Regions from separate parts of the Ovis aries genome. Here region 1 is linked to region 2. Evidence: chromatin contacts called from public Hi-C data. All regions are on one chromosome and are shown on one strand. Each heading gives the region's core, a stretch centred on a gene start, on an enhancer-like site or on the middle of the called end of the contact. The rest is flanking DNA. Distances are from core to core; before and after follow the strand shown. Region 1 has its middle 81 kb from the start of ATF7IP. Region 2 holds the start of ATF7IP (activating transcription factor 7 interacting protein).

Evidence for each region. A called contact is a pair of places that touch in the nucleus more often than the background predicts.
Region 1: a Hi-C map of tail adipose tissue shows a contact between it and region 2, with 4 times the contacts expected there. The contact joins the enhancer-like site here to the promoter of ATF7IP in region 2. A contact is called at or near these places in 9 of 16 Hi-C or Micro-C datasets (blood, hypothalamus, liver and 3 more).

The regions. Positions count from the first base shown.
Region 1 is chr3:201,200,710-201,206,669 of ARS-UI_Ramb_v3.0, reverse strand. No RefSeq gene overlaps it. Among named protein-coding and RNA genes, the nearest start is that of ATF7IP, 81 kb to the right of the region's middle. Within about 2 kb of position 4,104, at least 42 of the 54 cell types and tissues checked have an H3K27ac peak or open chromatin away from gene starts, as enhancers often do. A contact at or near this core is called in hypothalamus, liver and tail adipose tissue, where this site is marked.
Region 2 is chr3:201,118,752-201,124,975 of ARS-UI_Ramb_v3.0, reverse strand. ATF7IP (activating transcription factor 7 interacting protein) reads left to right here and starts at 2,570. Exons shown (of 15, transcript XM_060413383.1): 1 at 2,570-2,756.

The DNA.
Region 1 (5,960 bases), core at 2,855-5,354, 80 kb before region 2:
GATGGCTAGCACAGGTTAACTAAATCATGCAAATACATATATATATAGAGAGAGAGATAATAGCACATTGAAGACAGGAAATCAGGGCTGTCTCTACTGTTCTCAAGGAGGGTTGTGGGGGAGATTAGGCAGCTAATGACAACCTAGGTTATTTCTCCCATCTTGGTTCAGGGTGGGATTTTTATGGGGATGGACACCAGCAATAGCTTGCTACTCATAATCCAGAGAGGGAAACAGAGAGCTGGAACCAGAAACAAGTAGGGAGGGGATCAAGAGGGAAAACAGCGACGAAGAATAATTAAAGGAGTGAGTGCTGACTAACTTTCCTCTGTACTGGCTTTGCCAGGGGCGAACAAGAGCTTGCTCCTTTGTGTGCTCTGGCAGAAAAGCAGCGCATTCCATTTAGTTAAGTCTCTGCAAGTGGAGCTTGTGTTACTGAATTGCAGAAAAATGAGGTGGGGGTAGGAGTGAAATTAATAAAAGGGATCATTTTTCCTTTCTTTTCAAAAATGTTAAGAGGAAGGAAATAGAACACAATACAGAAAACCATTATTCCTTCATGGATTAGTTAGAAGAGCCAATTCCATCCAGTTCTACTTCCATCCAGCCTTACAGTACAAATGGGTCAAGCTCTTTGACCTTCCATTTCCTCAACGAAAAAGTAAGGGATTGTGCTGGTTCCAAATTTCTAGGGTTTTGTATTAAGGAAGTAATGGCTTTGTGTTTTCATAGAAATAAGGGAGGAGATAAGAAACTAACATTTAGCAATAATCACCTTGTGCCAGGTAAATGAGACTTGGGTTTTATATACCTAGACTCAGAACCCAAACAGCCCAGGTTTGTTTATGTGTTCTGCCTCCCAACTAGCTGTGTTACCTTGGAGAAGTTACCTAACCTCTCTGTGTTGTCAATGTCCTCAGCAGTAAAACAGACACAATGATATCTACACCCAAAGTGTTGCTAGGATTAAATGACTCTATCTATCTATCTAGTCATATATTGATGAAGAATACTACACAGATGTAGTGTTATGTATAGAGAATAGTAACTGGCGTAAAGTAATTGCTCTACAAAAGCTATTAAAATGATTATTACAGCACTAAAAAGTGGACATTCACTCCATGCAGATGAAAAAGAAAATGGATAAGAAAACCAAAACTTCAGAGCTTTGAGCTTTTCTGACTTCCAGTAGTTTTAGTCTCTTAACTACTACCTTATACCAGTTAAAAAAGGGTAAAAGTCACAGCATCTTGTAGGCAGCTAGGGAAATTCTACCAGTTACACAACCATCAGTCAATCAAAACCATTCAATGAATACAGAATAAACCACAGGTCACAAAAGTCCCTAGCACAGCTTTTGGAAGAGTGTAATAATAGTTAATTTGCCTAGGTAAAGAAATGCCCCCAAGGGATTACTCTTGTTTTGGGCTGAAGTCCAAAGAAAAGACTGACATCTAATCTAAAGGTTCTCAGAAATGCAAATTGCCTACTTCAAATTCCAGGGAATTTAAATCTCTGCATGGAGGAGTCTTTCTCTCGACTGGAGGAAGAGATTTTTTTTGAAGAATTGGTAGACCCTTTCCCCATCACAGGGAAGGTTTTGATGGGGGTGGGGGGTGCAGGGAAGGGAGCACCAAGTAGAGAACTCCAGGTTCAGAAATCAAAAAAGGAAGGGGAACATGATGGGGAGAGATGTTTCAGAATAAAATCAGATACCGCAGAAGAGAAAACACAGACTGTAAGAAACTGATGATTAGTCTGTTTCTCTCTTTTTTTTAGGCGGCTTAAAATTCGAGGAACTGTAACAATTCCATTACACTCAGTAGCTCTCACACTATGAGAAAAGGAGCCCTAAAACAAATCAATAGTTTCTGAGAGTGTCCAAGAGAGAAAAAACACAAGCTAACTCTTGAAAAACTTACAAGGTATAAAAGAAGAAAAGTAGTCCAGAAAGTACTGGACTGGAGCTACAAACAGGGTATTTGAGATTAACTTATCTGTTCAACAAATATTTATTCCTTGTTATTTTATTTATTTATTTATTTTTGGCCAGGTACTCTTCCAAAAGCTGATTATATAGTTCTGATCAGATAGGCATGGCCCGTAGGGGATTTAGAAAGCTAATGAAGGAGAAAAAGAATATTCAAGAAAACAAATATACACAATCGTAAGTTAGAGTGATCCTATAACAAAAAAAGAGAGGATGTCATATGAGAAGATAACAAGGAATATATTTTTATATAAGGAATCTACTTTTAACGAAGTATAAGATATCTAGTTTTAACCAGGCAGGCAGGCTTCTCTGAAGAGGTGGCATATAAGAAAAGGCTTGATAGGTGAGGCTTAACCATGAACAGGAGGAACTGGAGGAGGGAGAAGCATTTTAAGCATGTGAAACAGAAGGTGTGAAGATCCTAAAGTAAGAGATATCTACCAAAGAAAAGGCTGATCTGATCTCCTATACAGCAATATACTGTTTTTCTTTCCACAACAACCAGCTAAAATTTGTAAATCTCATAAGTTCAATGTCTCGATTCACCTTTTTTATGTAAGTTTTTCTTTCTCGGGGTAGTGAATCACTAGACAAAGCCAGCCGTCTTTTAGTGCATTTTAAAAGTAGCTTTTCCAGATCTACTGTTATCATTGGCTTTTTTCCAGGGCTTTATGCTCTACTGAAACTAAACACTTAAATGAGCAATTTAACTCGGGTTTTTAGCCTAGGAAAAATGACGTTTTTGATTCTGTTTTGAGATGTAGGGCTGAATTTTAAGTTGCTCAGTTATAATTAATCCTTTGTAACACCGCAGAAGCAAAACATCTGTGATCCTTGTTCAGTAAAAGAGCCCTGTACAAACCACGTAAGACAAAATGCACACGAAACAAGGCATTGAGGAAGATTCTGAGTAAAGCAGCCCAGTGTTTGTGCTTCGACATATAATTGAGACAGGCTCAAAAGGCCTTGCGACATCGTGACACACTGCTCACTTTGGCCAGCAGAGGGAGACCAGAGAGTCGTCAAGCACCTAATGGAGCCACACCCCGAATATGGTTGCTTATTATCTCTCTTCTGATATTTTAAAACCACAAGAAGAAAATGAAAAATTCTTGTCCAGAAAACGCTTAAATTTTAAGACTGAGGTAAAATCCACATAACAGAAAATTAGCCATTTTAGAGTGTACATCTATTACCTCCACAGTATTGCATAATCAGCCCCTTCTCTCGTTCCAAAACATAAGAAATGCTTACATTTCATACAAAGAAAACTTACAAAAGCCCAGCCCTGTCCTCTCCTCATTCCGTCACATTCTGAGTTTTGCCTCCACCTGCATTACGTTAGAAATGGTTCCCGCGCATTCTCCGAACAGCCTTCTCCACTAAACAATTCACAAAATCTGATCCAGGGTTAAAATTACATGTTCAAAAACCAAAACCATCTCAAATCTTCAGTTTTTTCTCTGGGAATCGTGAGGTTACAACAGCCAGTACAAGTAACTGTTTAAAAATTCTGTACATATTATGTTTTGTCCTTTCTCAACAAAGAAATGAATAAATTATGTTTATTTACACAGTTACAAAACAAATTAACAATGTAATACACCAACACCTTTCAGTCTTTTATGTGAAATTTAAAGTTCTTTCCATCTAGAGTGAAATTTTAAGATATTTCTAGGTTAGAACGAGAGCCAAGATTTTAAGGGCACCATGTCAATTGGTTAGATAACAAATTTGGAAAAAAAAAGAAAACAGTTAATGTCGCAAAAGCTTAAGGTTTACAACCTAAATCCACTATTTTATTAAAGAATTTAATCTATTGCATGGGGCCTTGGCCCAGGGAAGGGTAAAAAAATGCCAAACTGGAGAGGCAGGGGGAGGGGAATTGCTGGTGGTGACTCTGGGAAAACAGGAGGGAGGGAAACTGAAGAGCAAATGAGGCCGGATCCGCCCTAACAAAGAGGCAGAAACTGTGTCTCAACAGCCACCAAATCCAGTTCAGGGCGGTTTGAGCCAGTTTCTGAGCTGGATTGAGAACAACAGCCTCGGCTGAGACTTGACGAGGGTGAAACAGAAAATACAAAATGGACTTCGCAGTGAGAAGTGGAATTGGCTTGGACTCGCAGGAGCCTAAAGCTGTTTCCTGGAGTAGCAAAGTCAGATAAAATATAAGGCCTGGAGCCGGAACAGCGGCCTACTAAATAAGGAAAAACGACAGAGCACTGCCTTTGTGCCTGAATCCAGTCCGCATTTTCCCTCATACTTCCCCTAATTGTGGCTGGTGAGGGAAAAGGGCCTCAGGGTATCAGTTTTCAGAGAAAGCTGGCTGCGGTGTGGGGGGAGGGGAGGATTGTGTGTAGGGTGGTTTAATGTGTATCCCGGGGGGTTGGGGGTGTAGAATGTGTGAGAGTCTGAAGGAAAGGGAACAACACTTCACACCCTGCAGTTCACACCGCCTCTCTGCACCTCTGCTGCATTATTGCACAACCTCAACATACACCGCACAAAGGTGTCTTGGGAGCGCGCTACACTCTGGATACTTGCACATGTAATTACCAGGCTCCTTCGGCTCTATGCATTAATGACAATACACGAATCAGGACTGTCCACATGCTCTTCTCAATTCGTGCCCTAAAATACATACAAGCCGTACATACGCTCTCAACCAAGGGACACAGCAGTATTAGGTAACAGTGGAATGATAATCCTATCCTCGCTTCCCCTCCCCCAGGTGCCAGAACCTCGGACATCTGATCAGTCCCACCCTGAAGTGGCTCCTCTCAGAGTCCAACAGTCTGAGCTGTGGCCCACAGCTGTCCATGGTGTGCACATCCTGCGGCCAGGTTGGGCTCAGAGCCTTCCTGGACCACTTACATCTCTTGATCCCCCCTAAACGCCAAAGGCTACCTAGGAATTCTAGCCAAAGTCCGGATTTAGCGAGGTGTGAGGTGTGGGGGAGGGGAAGAGCAAACTTGGGGGTGGGGTGCTAAATTCCCTGTCCCCTGAGTATCCCAAAGATGTTTAGACTCTTCCAGAGGCACTAGATAAGTGGCTCCAGACCCCAAGGCTTGTTTGAGTTGGAAGGCAGCCCTGGTGTGGAGAGGACTGTGGGGACCCCTGTGAGTGTACAGATCTCTCTCTCTCTCACACACACACACACACACACACACACACACACACACACACACACACACACACACAAAGACATTCAATTAAAACCGGGTCTGTAGAGTTTCCAAATACCCTGAGAAATTGGGGGAGGGGAGAGGGAGAAGGTCAAACTAAAAGACGTCACCGTGCTATTTTTATCTTTATACCATAAATGCATGCATGGGTGGACCATTGAAACACATTCACTTTGCATTATTTATGTTCTCCAATCTTCCATAAATGAAGCTTGTTACTAGCATGCCCTAGTTGACGCTATTACACAAATAGATAACTTACGCAGCCCTTCTATATTCATTTCATTAACTATTAGATTGGGGCTGATACAGATTCTGCCAGAAGGTTTTTGTTCGGGTTTTTTCTATTTGTTTTTTAGTAGGGGCAGTGTTTCTCCCCACAGGAACAAGCAGAAGGCTACAGAGGAGATGAAGGTAATAGAAGTAAACAGAATCATAATACCGAGAGCTTGCTATAAAGCTAGACACAATAACAACTACTTCATATATTAAAGTATGTTATTCAGTATTCACATATACCTCTGAGTTAGACATTATTGTTCCCATTCTAGAGATGAGGAAAATGGAGCTTGGAAAGATTGTTTCATCAAATTCATCAAATTAAGTGGCAGACCAAGATTCTGGTCGAGTCCTTGTTTTTAACCCCCTGTTAAACTGCCACCTCGCTGGCAAATAGTCATAGACTTTTTTTCAGATCCCATTGTGTGTCTGCCTACTTTGGGCTAGGAGGTAAGATGGTAAAGGTGAGAGGGGAGGATTGCTTCAGCGATGAGGACGTGGTT
Region 2 (6,224 bases), core at 1,321-3,820:
AAACTGGAGTGGGCTGCCATACCCTCCTCCAGGGGATCTATTCAACCCAGAGATCAAAGCAGGGTCTCCTGCATTGCAGGCAGAGACAAGATTTTAATTCAGGTAGTGTATCTTCAGAGCTCATTTTTATAAGCACTAAATTAGACTGTTTCTAACAGTACTTAGAAACTCTAGCTTTCCTCTTTAACTGTTCCTTTCTCAAGTTTATATTGTTTTTCAAAAGTTTTATTTTCCTCGTTCAATTGCTGCTCAATTTCTTCATTTTAAAATGTTTACTATTTTAGGTTTTTGTCTTTTTGTTTTTTGGAATTTTCTCTGTGACGTTGCTTTACTCCACTTTTTTTCTAGAAGAGTATTCAGTCTGTATGTATAAATAAGCCCATCACGGAGGGTAAAATATATAAATCCTTCAGTACTTACTGGTAAGTAGCTGCCCTACACCAAATATCCCTCCTACCAGCCAATCTGTCTCAATGCTCAGCTGAAGAATCCCTGGACCTCTCCAGAAACCTACAACTAGAAGATTCAGTTCAGGTCAGTTCAGTTCAGTCACTCAGTGGTGTCCGACTCTTTGCGACCCCATGAATCGCAGCATGCCAGGCCTTCCTGTCCATCACCATCTCCCGGAGTCCACTCAAACTCATGTCCATCGAGTTGGTAATGCTATCCAGACATCTCATCCTCTGTCGTCAACATCTGGTAAATTAGGGGTCTTCAAACCTTCTTCTATTCTAATTGGTCAGTGCCTGGTACCACAAGGATTGATAAATATTCTAAGTATCATCCTATTATAAATTTAAGCCACACCTTTTCCTCTTTACAGTGCCTTTGCATTTCTGTTTTACCTAACTTGAATCTTCTTTCTTTTGTACCTATTCTGACAGCCACTTTAAGTTCTACATTATGAGTCAGATCAAGTATCACCTGTTCTGTGAAGTTTTCCTACATTCCACAAGAAGATTTATGTTCTCTTGTTTTATATTTCTTTTATTTTTAGTATATAACCTCATGATTGTAATGATCTCATAATGGGAATCTGTATATATGACTCCTTCCTGATTAGAGGCAGTGTCATTTCCTCTGGGCATCTCTAGTGCTTCGGAAAGTGTGTGAATAAAGAATAAACGATGTACTTGTTGATTGAAACAATGAATGATTGGTTAGATTAATCAGCAGGTAGAATAGCTAAAGCGCCCATAAACATGTCATTGAGGATATATGGGGGAAGATTAAAATACAATAAAACTAAGTGGAGTTTTGGGGTGGCAAGTCTAGAATATGAGCAAGAAAGAAAATTGCCCAATTGGTGAGTTCATGTTCAAGTATTTGTCATTAGCCAAGACAATTAAGAATGAACTATTATGAAAATTATTCCTTTTTGGTTGCTTATAGAAGACAAAGAGAAAGCTAATGAACTCTACTATACCAACCTCATTTCTTATTATAGAATTTTAAATATTGATAGATTTGTAATTTGCTGAGCATCTATTTTATAATTGAGCACTATGTGTTAAATTATAATACATAATTTGTTATAATTGAGCCTCTATTTGTAATATATTGAGCACTAGTGTACTATATTCTGTGCTAAGGACAGAATCAAATTATAGAAATAAATATTAACCACCCCACATTAATTTCTAATTATTTACAAAAACTTCCTGTTAACTTTTTTGTCTTCTCCACTGTAGTAGAGATTTCTTAAAGACAGGCAAAGTAATATAGGTCTGGAACACACTCATTGCTAAATAAATACTGAATGAATAGATTAAGCATCACGGTTTACTAATGATATTAAAAAAAAAAAACCTCACTATCCATTTGTCAGTCTGCTTTTGCTTTGCAGAACACATTTACATTTATCCAATCATTTAGCCTCCTCAACTGATTTGAATTACAGTTATTATCATTTTGGAGATGAGAAAACTGACTAACACTTATTCCAAGTAACAAGCAAGTAAGCAGGAGTAACTGGACGTAAGCCCAGATTCTTCAAAAAACACGAGCAGCTTTTTTTTTTTTTTTTAATTGCACTCTGTGGCCTTCATGAGGGTTTGGCTCACAGTAAAAAACTAAGTAACAGGGATACAACAGGTTGAAAGGTACAACTGGAAGCGCTTGTTCTGGCAGAGAACAACTGAAAAAAAAGATGTTTGCGCCATTCTCTCGTGACTTACACAGTTTAAAGTATATTTTCCGAGTTTTTAATATACACGATAAAGTAACATGCTATAGTCTTTTTCGAAAACCTTGCCCTAGCTCTTTTAACTTTCACCCACCTATTTCCTTCCTTCTTTACTGAGGCTCATAGAGGGCGCTCACAAAGTGCTACTCACCGGTTGAGCGATGCGCCACTCAAAAAACACACCTCACTGCAACTAAAGGGCGCAGCGCCACCACCTCAGACTAGCTTCTCTTTTCCACGGCAGGAGGCGGGGCCAATATTTCTCATTCAAATAAAAACCCTGGAGATTTGCATGGGGAACAGCTAATCCGGGAGCCTATTGGCTGAAAGCACGGCGGGCGTGGCCAATATTACGACCACGGAGCCCCGCCTACAATAATTTGCATAACGGCCCCGGCGCGTGCAAGGGAGAAGCGGGTTTGTTTTTGAATCTGCGGAGGCGGCGGCGGAGGCAGCGGCGGCGCGGCGAGTGGGGAGCGCGAGACTGAGGCGGCAGCGGTGGGGACGGCTGCGCGGGACGACTCTGTAGGACGGAACTTGGTTCCTCCTGCCTCATCTCCCGCCCCGAAAGGTATATGTGAGTCCCAGGGGCTGTTATAACCACATTTTGTTAAATTACTATTGTATTTCTTAAGAGTCAAGACCGCATTATGGCGGCTGCGGGAGTTGTGTTTGCGCCTGCGCGGTTGCGGAGCTGCGGGCGGGCGCTGCATGGGAGCACGTGATCTTGCGGGGTCGGGCTCTAGCTGCAGTTGTGCAGCTGGCGGGGCGGTGGCTGCGCAAGCGCAATATTCATTTTCAAGATCTAATGTTCTTGGACGCCATTCGGGTTCTAGATTTAATTTTTTTTCATTCTTGAGGGGTTTCGTTTTGTTACACGGGAATTTCTATATTTTTCAAAGAAAACGTTTCTCTTATGCTGTATTCCTGTAGCGACCTGAGAGTTTTTTTGTGTGTGTGTATTTCTCCTATTTTCTGAGAAGCTGTGGACTTAATTTTGTGTAAAAATGATTGTCCATTTGTGGTTCTCGATTTTAATTTCACTTTAAGTGTATTGCTGGATTCACGTTTATATTTAGGGAGCTAAAGATCAGCACCTAGTGGTGTTCTCACGGGAAGTGCAATTATTTGAACTGCATATTTGCAAATACATTTTTAACCCTATCCTTACCAGTTCTATTATGGAATGTTTTCAAAATAGGAACAGTTTGAGGTTTGGAAATATGAGAGGGAGGGGACATTGAAAGAATCTATATAATGTTTTAAAAAGAAATCTTAATCTCCTTAAGTGTTTATATTTTTTTAAATAATTGGATCTTCAGTCGGTGGAGTTTTAATCAGTGGTGTGCCTCTGACCTTGCTTGCATTTTTTCTATTTTTGATTGCATGTCTAGTACTGCTTCAGTTAGATTATATTTGTTACTTTGACTTTTAAAATTGTAATGATATGTAAAATATAACTCAAACTCGGTAAATTTTCCTGATAAAGAATTCTACAAAGAACTCCCAACTACCCTGAGGCCTTTATGAGGAGATTGTGAATCATCAATAAATCAGTTGATTAAAAAAACAGCCTGCTATATATAAATGTGTGTAAGATACAGTTTGTGTTTGGTTTTTAAAGTTGTCTGTTCCTGGTTTTAGTTTCTTAAAGTATCCTGATTATTTTAGTTTAAAATGGTAGTGTCACTATATTTAAATCTTAGGTAAGCCTTTGGGAGAAGTTTTATACGATTTAATAGAATTCTACCATTGTGCAAATTATTTCTTACTGGCCTGAAAACTTGTAAATGGTTGTCATAAATGTCATCTTTGTCTTGTATATGCAACAACTGTTTTCTTGGTTATGTAACTCTTAAATTAGTCACTTGTCAAATGAAGAAGTGGCTGTCGCTTTATAATCTTCGTTGGTTTAGGGACTTTATTGCCTACAGGTACTGTTAATAAGATTTAAATAGATGTAGTTGAAAGGAATACTTTTGGTTGATGGGTTTTTTAAAAAATGACATCACACAGGGCATAGAATGCAGTGATAGAAATAATTCTTTTTTTCTGAACAGAGTACTTGTTGTTGTGATATAATTTTTGAACCTCCAAGTCTTTTACACAGAAATATATTTAGAGGGCAGTTGTGTGATTTTTTTTTCCCCCCTTTTATGCTTCCAGGTTGATTACCCAGCACACCCCTTCCATCTCCAGATATAATTTCAAATATTTAAGAGTTGAAACATGTTTTTTTCTGTGTCTGTGTATGCGTACATAGTTAGGTTAAGAAAAGAACTTCTGTCTAGAACATGTTTCATTCTGCACTTCTCAGAAAAGTGAAATATTTTGTTTTATATATTTAAACTTATGTTTTCATTTGCATATACAAATGATTGCCTCAGGTTAATGTTGAAGCTTACAAGAGGCACTTGACAACACTGAAGAACATAACGAACTAGGTAAATATGTATTGGTAAGACAGTTTTGCTGTTTTGTAGTGATGGGCACATTGGTTAGAAAGGCAAGTATAGTTCTATAAACTTAAACTAAGAATAATGTACTGTTTGAACGTCTAATATTTTTTGTTCATTAGTACTCTGAATAACAGGCATGATTTGGAATTTAAGTTACTATTAAGATTGAATAAATACTGAATTAATTCTGTTACTGGGAGTCAATTAAAATCCTTTTAGATTTGTACATTTTAAACAAAAAATTCAGGAAAAAAAGATTTGAATACTTAAGCCAAAGCCATTAAAGTTTTTTTCTTTAAATTGTGATTTTAATATTGATATTTAAAACTTTTTACTTGTTTTAGCACGTTTAGAAGGTGTCAAAAGTTAATTAGAAATAAACACACTAAATGTTTTTGTGACTTTCCTATTTATTGATTGATCAATTAGTTTATCTTTTGGATCATAATTTCATTCCTGCCCCTTAACCTAAGCACATGCGTACACACATACTGCCGTATTGTGGCTATTTACTTTCCTGGTGGCTCAGTGGAAAAGAATCCGCTTGCAATGCAGGAGATGTATAGGAGACATGGGTTTGATCCCTGAGTCGGGAAGATCCCATGGAGGAGGAAACACATTCCAGTATTCTTGCCAGGGAAATTCCATAGAAAGAGAAGCCTGGCAGGCTACAGTCCATGGGATTGCAAAGAGTTGGACACAACTGAGCATGCACACACAACCTATTGTTATATTGTGGATATTTATCCATTTCATTGTTCTTTAGAAGTATGTTTTTCAAAAATGATTGCATGATATTCATTTTGTGAAAATATCCTAAATTATCAAATGTTCTTGAAACACATTTTTAAACAGCCACAAAATACCAGTGTTTTTAATAAGAATGTACTAAGACTTTCCTTATTGAATATTTTGTTCATTTTGCGTTTCTCTATTATAAATAAAGTTACAGTGAATATGTTGTACATGAATCAGAGTCTGTATCTTATTTCTTTGAAATTGCTGTTTCAAAGGGCTTTTAAAATAATTTACAAAATAGATAAAAACTTAGTTTTTTTGAAAAGCATTTCCCACGCCACCATGATTTTGGTGGTTGAGAAACAGCAGCTTATTTACTTTTTTTCCTGGTAACTAGTGAAATTGAACTTATAAACATTTAATATATATGCAACTTTCTCATTTTTCTTGACTTTGCTGTTTGAGGATATTTTGTGTATCTTTTTTTGGGGTAAATGTTAATATTTTTCTTATTTGTAACAGTTATTTGTGAATATGAAAATTGCTTTTCATATTTTTTGCAGTTTTTTTGTTTTTTTCCAGTTAAATTTTTTAAAACAATTGCTATGGGCTTCCAGGTGGAACAGTGGTAAAGAATCCACTTGCCAATGCAGGAGACACAAGGGATATGGGTTCAATTCCTGGGTTGGGAAGATCCCTTGGAGTAGCAGTGGCAACCCACTCCAGTATTTCTTGCCTAGAATGTTACATGGATGGAAGAACCTGGCTGTCTACAATCTATTGGTTTGCAGATTTGGACATGGTGTTACCTACTTAGAATTGTTGTATTTTAATGTAGTGAT